2 separate regions of the Mus musculus genome follow, and region 2 is linked to region 1. The links are chromatin contacts, called in public promoter capture Hi-C maps. All regions are on one chromosome and are shown on one strand. The core of a region is the stretch at or near the end of the contact, and the rest is flanking DNA. Distances in the headings are between cores, read along the strand shown. Region 1 overlaps Sgms1 (sphingomyelin synthase 1). Region 2 has its middle 20 kb from the start of Papss2.

Region 1 (3,389 bases), core at 745-3,244:
ACATATTGAATTGGTCCTTGAATCCCCCAAAGCAAGTGTTACTTCACTTCAGATTTTGTGAATTTTATGTGTGTTACTCTTGGAAAGACTTCGTGCTTTGAATCAGGGAGATTTTGATTTTCATAGCACTGTCAAAGCTGGGCTTTTCCTAATGAGAGGTCCGTAGTTTAAAGCTTTCAACTGTTGGTTATGTGTTCTGTTACGAAACTTCCATAAGGCAGAATTGCATATTCTGCTGAAATATCAACGTTGAAGGTTAGCTTGTTGGTAATTAACACAGGAGTTTTATTGTGTGCGGCATTCAGCATGGCCCTGGGGATGAGGGATGGACGTGACTATAACAGCAAGGGAATGAAGAAAAGGCAGACCCAGGGATACACACACAGCAAAGCAGGGGTCCTGTGGCCTGGCCTCTCTGAGGGAGGAACTGTAGCATCCTGGATGCTCAGTGTGTTTGTTATGTATGGTTGAGTGGGTGGACCAGGTAACTGCACACAGGAGAGCACAGAGGAGGTGTTACCACATGCAGAGAGTGAGGAAGCAGGGCTATGGCTTACACCTGGATCCAGGAGGCAGGTTTAGTTAATCTTGGTAGGGGCATGACTAGACATAAATATGGGGTGGGGGGTAGCTACAGTGGATGTTTTTTGTACACACTTATCAACATCACATCTGGACTGGAAGAAGGCCTTGGCTCCCTCTAAACTTCAGCCTGGGGACTGGGGGGCTTTGTCATTTTCCCTGTGGCCGAGGGTTTGAAAAATTCTGTCTATAGCTTTTTAGAGCAGAGCATACTTAAAACATTAATGGGGTTTCCTTGTTGTGTGTTTTCTGTTTTTCTCCTAGATTAAATTTTCTGTGTGAATTTCAGATCTTCAATTTTCACTGCCTTGTTTTCTCCTTTGATTCATGTATATATTTCTGTGTTTTAGAAATTGCTCATCTCTCCTAGCACCAAGCCCGCCTTAGATAGTGATCACAAAGTGTCTCCCAGGGTTGTCATGCTCCAGCAGGTTACAAAGAGGAAAAGCAGAAAGAAGGGCGCTCCATAGAGAGGCTATCATGGTAGCACATCTTGGCCTATATTCTGAGAATTAATGTGAACCTAGTTTATGGGTATTGGCCACTGATGAAGGATTCCAGTGAGCTGACACTTCCTGTCCTTTCAGTGATGACCTGAGGTCACCATTGATGCTCTGGGTTGTTTCCTCGTATCTCTCATTATCATGTTGAATTTTCAGCTAAGTATATTTCACATTGCTAGTGAAATGCATCGAAGCTCTGTGGCTCTGCCACTTGCTGCCTGTGATGCTGGGATTCTGTTGTAACTCCTTGCCTGTGTGGTCATTTGTGAAATGAGCTAAGGGTAACAGCATCCACTTGAAAGAACTCCTGGAGACAGAGTGTTCATCCATGCTTAGCACAGTGCAAGTGAACACCACAGCTCTGCCTTTATTTATTTTAAAGGTGGCCATGTGCTGAGAGAACACCAAGCCTGCTTCAGATAGAGATCACAAAATATTTCCCAGGGTTGTCATGCTCCAGCGGGTTGGCTAAGAGGAAAAGCAGAAAGAAGGATGCTCTGCTAGAGAGGCAAAATGTTCTTCACAGGAGATGGGGCCGGAAGTGAGAACGATGAAAGAAAGAGCTGGTGTGGAAATGATCAACCCACAGGACTCCCGTTCAGTTCCTGGGAGGTGGGAACCCACGGAAGAATCAGTGTGCAAGCTGATCCATGCTGACTCATGGAAAAACAGGATTCCACTGGAGATTCAGGGCGACCTGTGAGAAGGTGTTCTGAGGGGTCCTAGAAGATGGGCAGGCCAGCACCTCTCCATCACACTTGCTTTTTAAGTTCTGGGCCATTTGAAGCAAAACCAAAGAAAAACCAGGCTGCCCGAGCAGGGAATAGATTGGCTGCAGTGAGGAGTTCTCACTTGGAGAAAAGCCTGCGGAGACAGTAGTGCTAGGTATCCACTGCTGTGGTTCGTTCTCTGTCTGTCTGTCTGTCTCTGTGTGTGTGTGTGTATGTGCGCGTGTGCACAGTTAGTTTGGATCTGTCCTAGGCAGGGAAAGACAACTTCTCTGTTTTCCTACTATTGCAAAGTTCTCTTTCCTTATAGCATGTGACAAAAATATTTTTTTCTTCTGATTTTCTTCCAGTTAACTTTGTGTCTGGGTTTGCAATTTTTCTTTCCTTTTTTCTTGATTACTTCTAAATTCTTTGTAGATAGGTGTGGTTAGAAGTAAAAACAGAAAAGTGAAAGTACATCAGAAACTGAGTCGCTCCAAAATATGCACACATAAACAGGAAATATGTTTCCTAGCAACTAGCTTCGTTGACTTTGGCTGGAGACCTTCCTTCTGTGACTTGAAGAAAGAGTCATGGAAATACAGCTGTCAGAGAGGTGGATGGCCATGCAATGAGTGTCTGCTTCCTAGAACGAAGAGAGGCTTTTCTTTGTCATCTCATCTGGAATCGCTTCACTCCTCGAGAGCGATTTGGATACTGAGGGTTTTCAGAACAAATGAACAGGTGCACAGCTGAGCCGGTGCCAGAAAGTGACTTTCTTTGGAATGCTTACAGACTTTATTAAAATGTGCTGAATGAGTTTGATCCTTCACCATTCCCAGCGCAGCCTTACCTCATGCCAAAGGCATGGAAACGGTGAGAGGCAGCTAGAGGTGATCTTACATTTCCATAGAAAGTACAGCTCTCCATCCATGAGGCCGCTAGCAATGGCCGTCAGGGAGTCAAGACTGTGACTCACGAGAAGAGCCTGCTGTCCTGTCCTGGGGTTTGGCCTGTGCCTATTTTCTGCCAAAATAGACATGACTAACACAGGGAGAGCCTAGGGCCTCAGCAAGGAGATAAGAGATCTGTAAGCTCAGGGCTGTGGAGACTGGAATTTGCACAGCTATGTAATGGGAAGAGAAGTGCTGGGGTTGGAGATCTCTAGGATCAGGGAGCAGCTGCCTCGGGTAGTGAACAGAAAGAGGAAAGAAAGCAGGGTGCTGTGATACCAAGAGTTTGGAAGTTTGAGCATGTTAGCCATGCTGCCAACAGGTTGTGTCGGCTGCATGACAAGGGGGTAAGGGCAGTACCACAGAGGAAGGCTGCTTGCTTGCAGTACGGATGTAGTTGAAATGGATCCATCTTAATCCAATGTAGACCCTTGATTAACAGTTGGTAAGATCTACCAATAATTTAGCTGCCACAATGGAAATGAGCCCGCTCAAATTATCTACTTTATAACAGAAAGGGCCATGTGGCTCATATTTAGAATGAAGATCAGCGACGTGAAGCAGACTGACTGGAAACCAGTCATTCTGAATCTTGCTCTCTGTTATTCCCCGAAAAGTCCCCAGGACCCTTTGGACAAATTACC
Region 2 (3,469 bases), core at 799-3,298, 310 kb before region 1:
CCCCCCCCCCATCATTGTAGAGGAAAGAGAATTTAATTTCCTATTTCTGATGACTCATCTGATTCAAGTTCTCTTGTTCATGGACTATGCCCCCTTTAAAAATGACTCAGGGCTGCTGGGGAGATGGCTCATTGGTTAAGAGCACAATGCGGCTCTTACTGAGGGGTTTGCTTCCCAACACTTACAGTGTGCAGCTCACAACTGCCTGTAACACCAGTTCCAGGGCCTCTGACACCCTCCTCTGCACTGCACATACGTGTGGCATATATTCACACAGAAACAACACATATACACAGAAATAAAAATGCAACATTTTGTTTGTTTCTTTTAAGACGGACAGGCATGGTAAGATACAGGTAGGACTTGGCATGTTAGTGCTAATAGGAATTGAGAAAAGACAAGGGGCCCATGTCTCCTGCAGTGATGTCTTGGCCTTCCCTGATAATCACTTAAAATGTTTGATATGGAAAGAAAATACCAGGCTGAAATCTAGAACAAAGTGGGACCTCAAAGAGCAAGTGGGGGGGGGCACATTTATCCTTATGGGGCATGTGTGCCGACAGGAATATATTTGAACTGATTGCAGCAGCCTCATTAGTAGAAGGGAAATCAAAGCATAGGGCACACACAAGACCCTTTTTCTCTTGGTACCCAGGCCTTCTAGTAGCTATGTCCTGAAAACTAAGGTGGGCCAGAGCAAGCCCACCTTCTAGCCCTCTGAGGACAGTAACTGTGGTGTATGAAGGTGAGTTAGGGTGGATGGAACTGTTTTAAACAGTGTATCCACAAGGAGGGTCTTAGGTTTAAACTCAAATTCATACCACTTGGGTGGTATTTAAAAAAAAATAAAAACCAATGAGGTTATGGCTTAATGAGGCCAGACGAGGAGTGCAACCAGACCCAAAAGTGAGTCCTTCCTGAAAAAGGCCACTCAGTCGCAACATAGCTGTAACTATTTCTTAGGAGGCAGTAATGAGAAATCCCTGATCAAAAATAAGCAAACACACATATAAGAACAAAAAGTGTCAAGTATGGAATCTATTAAAACCACACGTTTTTGAGTTCTTGTAATTCTGAATTCAGTCATTCATTTTACACGTCTTAGGCACTTGCTCTGTGCTGGGCAGTGTTGCATGTGCTGAGCACATATGCTGTCGCGGTGTCACAGTAAAAGTCTGCTGACCTGCCATCGGATTGGAGCTTAATTTTCCTTTATTTTCTGAGTTCTCCCAAGATTTCCAAACACAAAGCCTAATGAATACCCATCACCATTTAGTGGCAGATTTTGAAATAAACAGAAGTCTCTTAGGACTAAAGTTGATATTGCTGGTTCCTTCCTCTGAATCTTATTCCCGGAAGGTTCCCTGGCTGAGCTAAGCCTAATCACTCCTGAAGAAAACCATAGAGCCATGCATATTAGCAGGAAGGTGATGAAAGACAAAGCTGGTTCGTACTTAAGGATGTTACCTGAAGGGTAAATATCTCTACCTTTGTGAAGGCCTGTTACTGGGGATCATAGCATGAACTGGAAAACATTGATTTTTAAGGTTCATCTGGAAAGAGTCAAAGGCATAGGAAGGGTGGAGGAAAGTTAGACCAATATTTGGTTACTCAGGGACAGCCTGCGTTCACCACAGTGCTAGCAGAAATATCAGCACTACACCATTCAGGATACTGAAGTGTGTTTGTACTAATTATTAACCCATATCTTCTACTCATGCTTTCCTGGTGAATATTCAAACTGTCGCTTCCACAATTCTGTGTTTGTTTTCTCTTATTAAACATTCTGTCAATTGCCATTTACTCCACACACCCCCACCCCCCGGGAACCCATGCTTTCTTCTTACTTATGCCAAACACAACAGTACGGTGTAATCATAATAAAAATCAGAGTCAACCACGGAGGTGGCTTGAGCCTGTAATTCCAGTATTCAGGAAGCAGAGGCAAGAAGACTGTGAGCTTGAGACCAGCCTGGACTACACAATAAGAGGGAGTCTCAAATGTTAACGATGATTAAGTCACGCTTATCCCATTTTACACATGAGAAGACAGTAAGCGAGAAGGATACTTCCTGAGGCAGGTGCAGAAGAGCGTGAGAATTCGTTTTACCTGCTCAATGGACCTGAAGTTAAATTGTGCTCGACCAGCACTTCCTTTCACCTGGATGAGGTTCAGTTACTTTCCAAGGTGAAAGGTGCGGTGGGCTAAGAGAGGGAAGCCCTGCATTTGAGTGCACAGCTCTAGCATGGGCTGGCTTTCCCCCACCATTAGAGATGCTACATCCACTAATTCATGTCTTGACTTAGGCAGTGGTTTAAAAGACAACTTCTTCCAAGAAAGTGAAGTACCACTGGGCAGAATTTTTGGACTAATGAAAATGTAGAACATTGCTGTAGCCACAGGGAGCCTTCGGAGCTTCAGGACCCCTCCCACGCATCCCCAACACCGACTTACTTCATCCTTCAGAAATGATTGATCTATCTCAGTCATAGCTTTTAAGTTGGGCTGTCTCCAGAACACCAGGACATAATCTGTGGGTCTTCAAAATGCTAACCCAGGAAATAGCGCAGGGAAAGAAGCCCTGACTTGGCCTTCCCTTCTTTGCTGGCCTCTCAGACAGCCTGCCTTTCTTTTTCTAGGTATCTGTGTATACAGGGGATGAGGCTGCAGGTGAGCCAGGACGAGAGTGAAGTCAGGGGTTGAAGAGAGATGTGACCAGCAGCTGTTTCTTTGGTCTCCATGGCAAAGATGGCTAACAGAAGTGTGTGCTACCTCTCTCTATTAAAAGAACGTTCTTTCCCCCGCTAGAGCTGATGAATCATTCTGGTGCAGTCTTTCATTTAGACTTTATGATTTACTGGTCCTAGAATGGTGTGATGTGAAAGGCTGTATTCACCCAGTCAATAGGCAAAACCTTGAGAGAGAGAGAAAAAAATTGTTGTTGACAACAATTTGTTAAGTCACTATTTGGGTCGTCAGCCCCTGTCTTCTAGCCTGGGTTTCACACTCACCACCACTGGGCACAGAAGGGGGCCCACAGCATCTGAAGCAGTGACTGCTAGGTGAGTTAACCAGGCAGAGAGCAGCATAGCAACATAGCAACAGTCAGTCTCTTCAAGCCTGTGAAGAAAGCCCTTACCTAGGCTGCCTTCTGAGATGGGCAAGACTCACTTTCTTTTTTTAATTAGATATTTTCTTTATTTACATTTAAAATGTTATCCCTTTTCTGGTTTCCCCCCTGAAAACCCCCTATCCTATCTCCCCTCCCCGTGCTCACTAACCAACCCACTCCTGCTTCCTGGTTCTGGCATTCCCCTACATTGGGGCATTGAGCCTTCACAGGACCAAGGGCCTCTCCTCCCATTGATGACTGACTAGGCCATCCTCTGCTACATATGCAGCTGGAGCCATAGGTCCCTCCATGTTTACTCTTTGGCTAGTGGTTTAGTCTCTGGGAGCTCTGGGGTG

What was found. Capture Hi-C pulls out chosen DNA fragments and counts their contacts.
Region 2: a contact with region 1 is called in a promoter capture Hi-C map of pancreatic islet. A contact is called at or near these places in 1 of 130 datasets of targeted methods (pancreatic cancer cells) and 1 of 9 other capture datasets (pancreatic islet).

What each region holds. Positions count from the first base shown.
Region 1 is chr19:32,291,611-32,294,999 of GRCm38.p6, reverse strand. All of the region lies in intron 2 of Sgms1 (sphingomyelin synthase 1), which reads left to right. Among named protein-coding and RNA genes, the nearest start is that of Sgms1, 95 kb to the left of the region's middle.
Region 2 is chr19:32,597,895-32,601,363 of GRCm38.p6, reverse strand. It overlaps a transcript of Papss2 not described here. Among named protein-coding and RNA genes, the nearest start is that of Papss2, 20 kb to the left of the region's middle.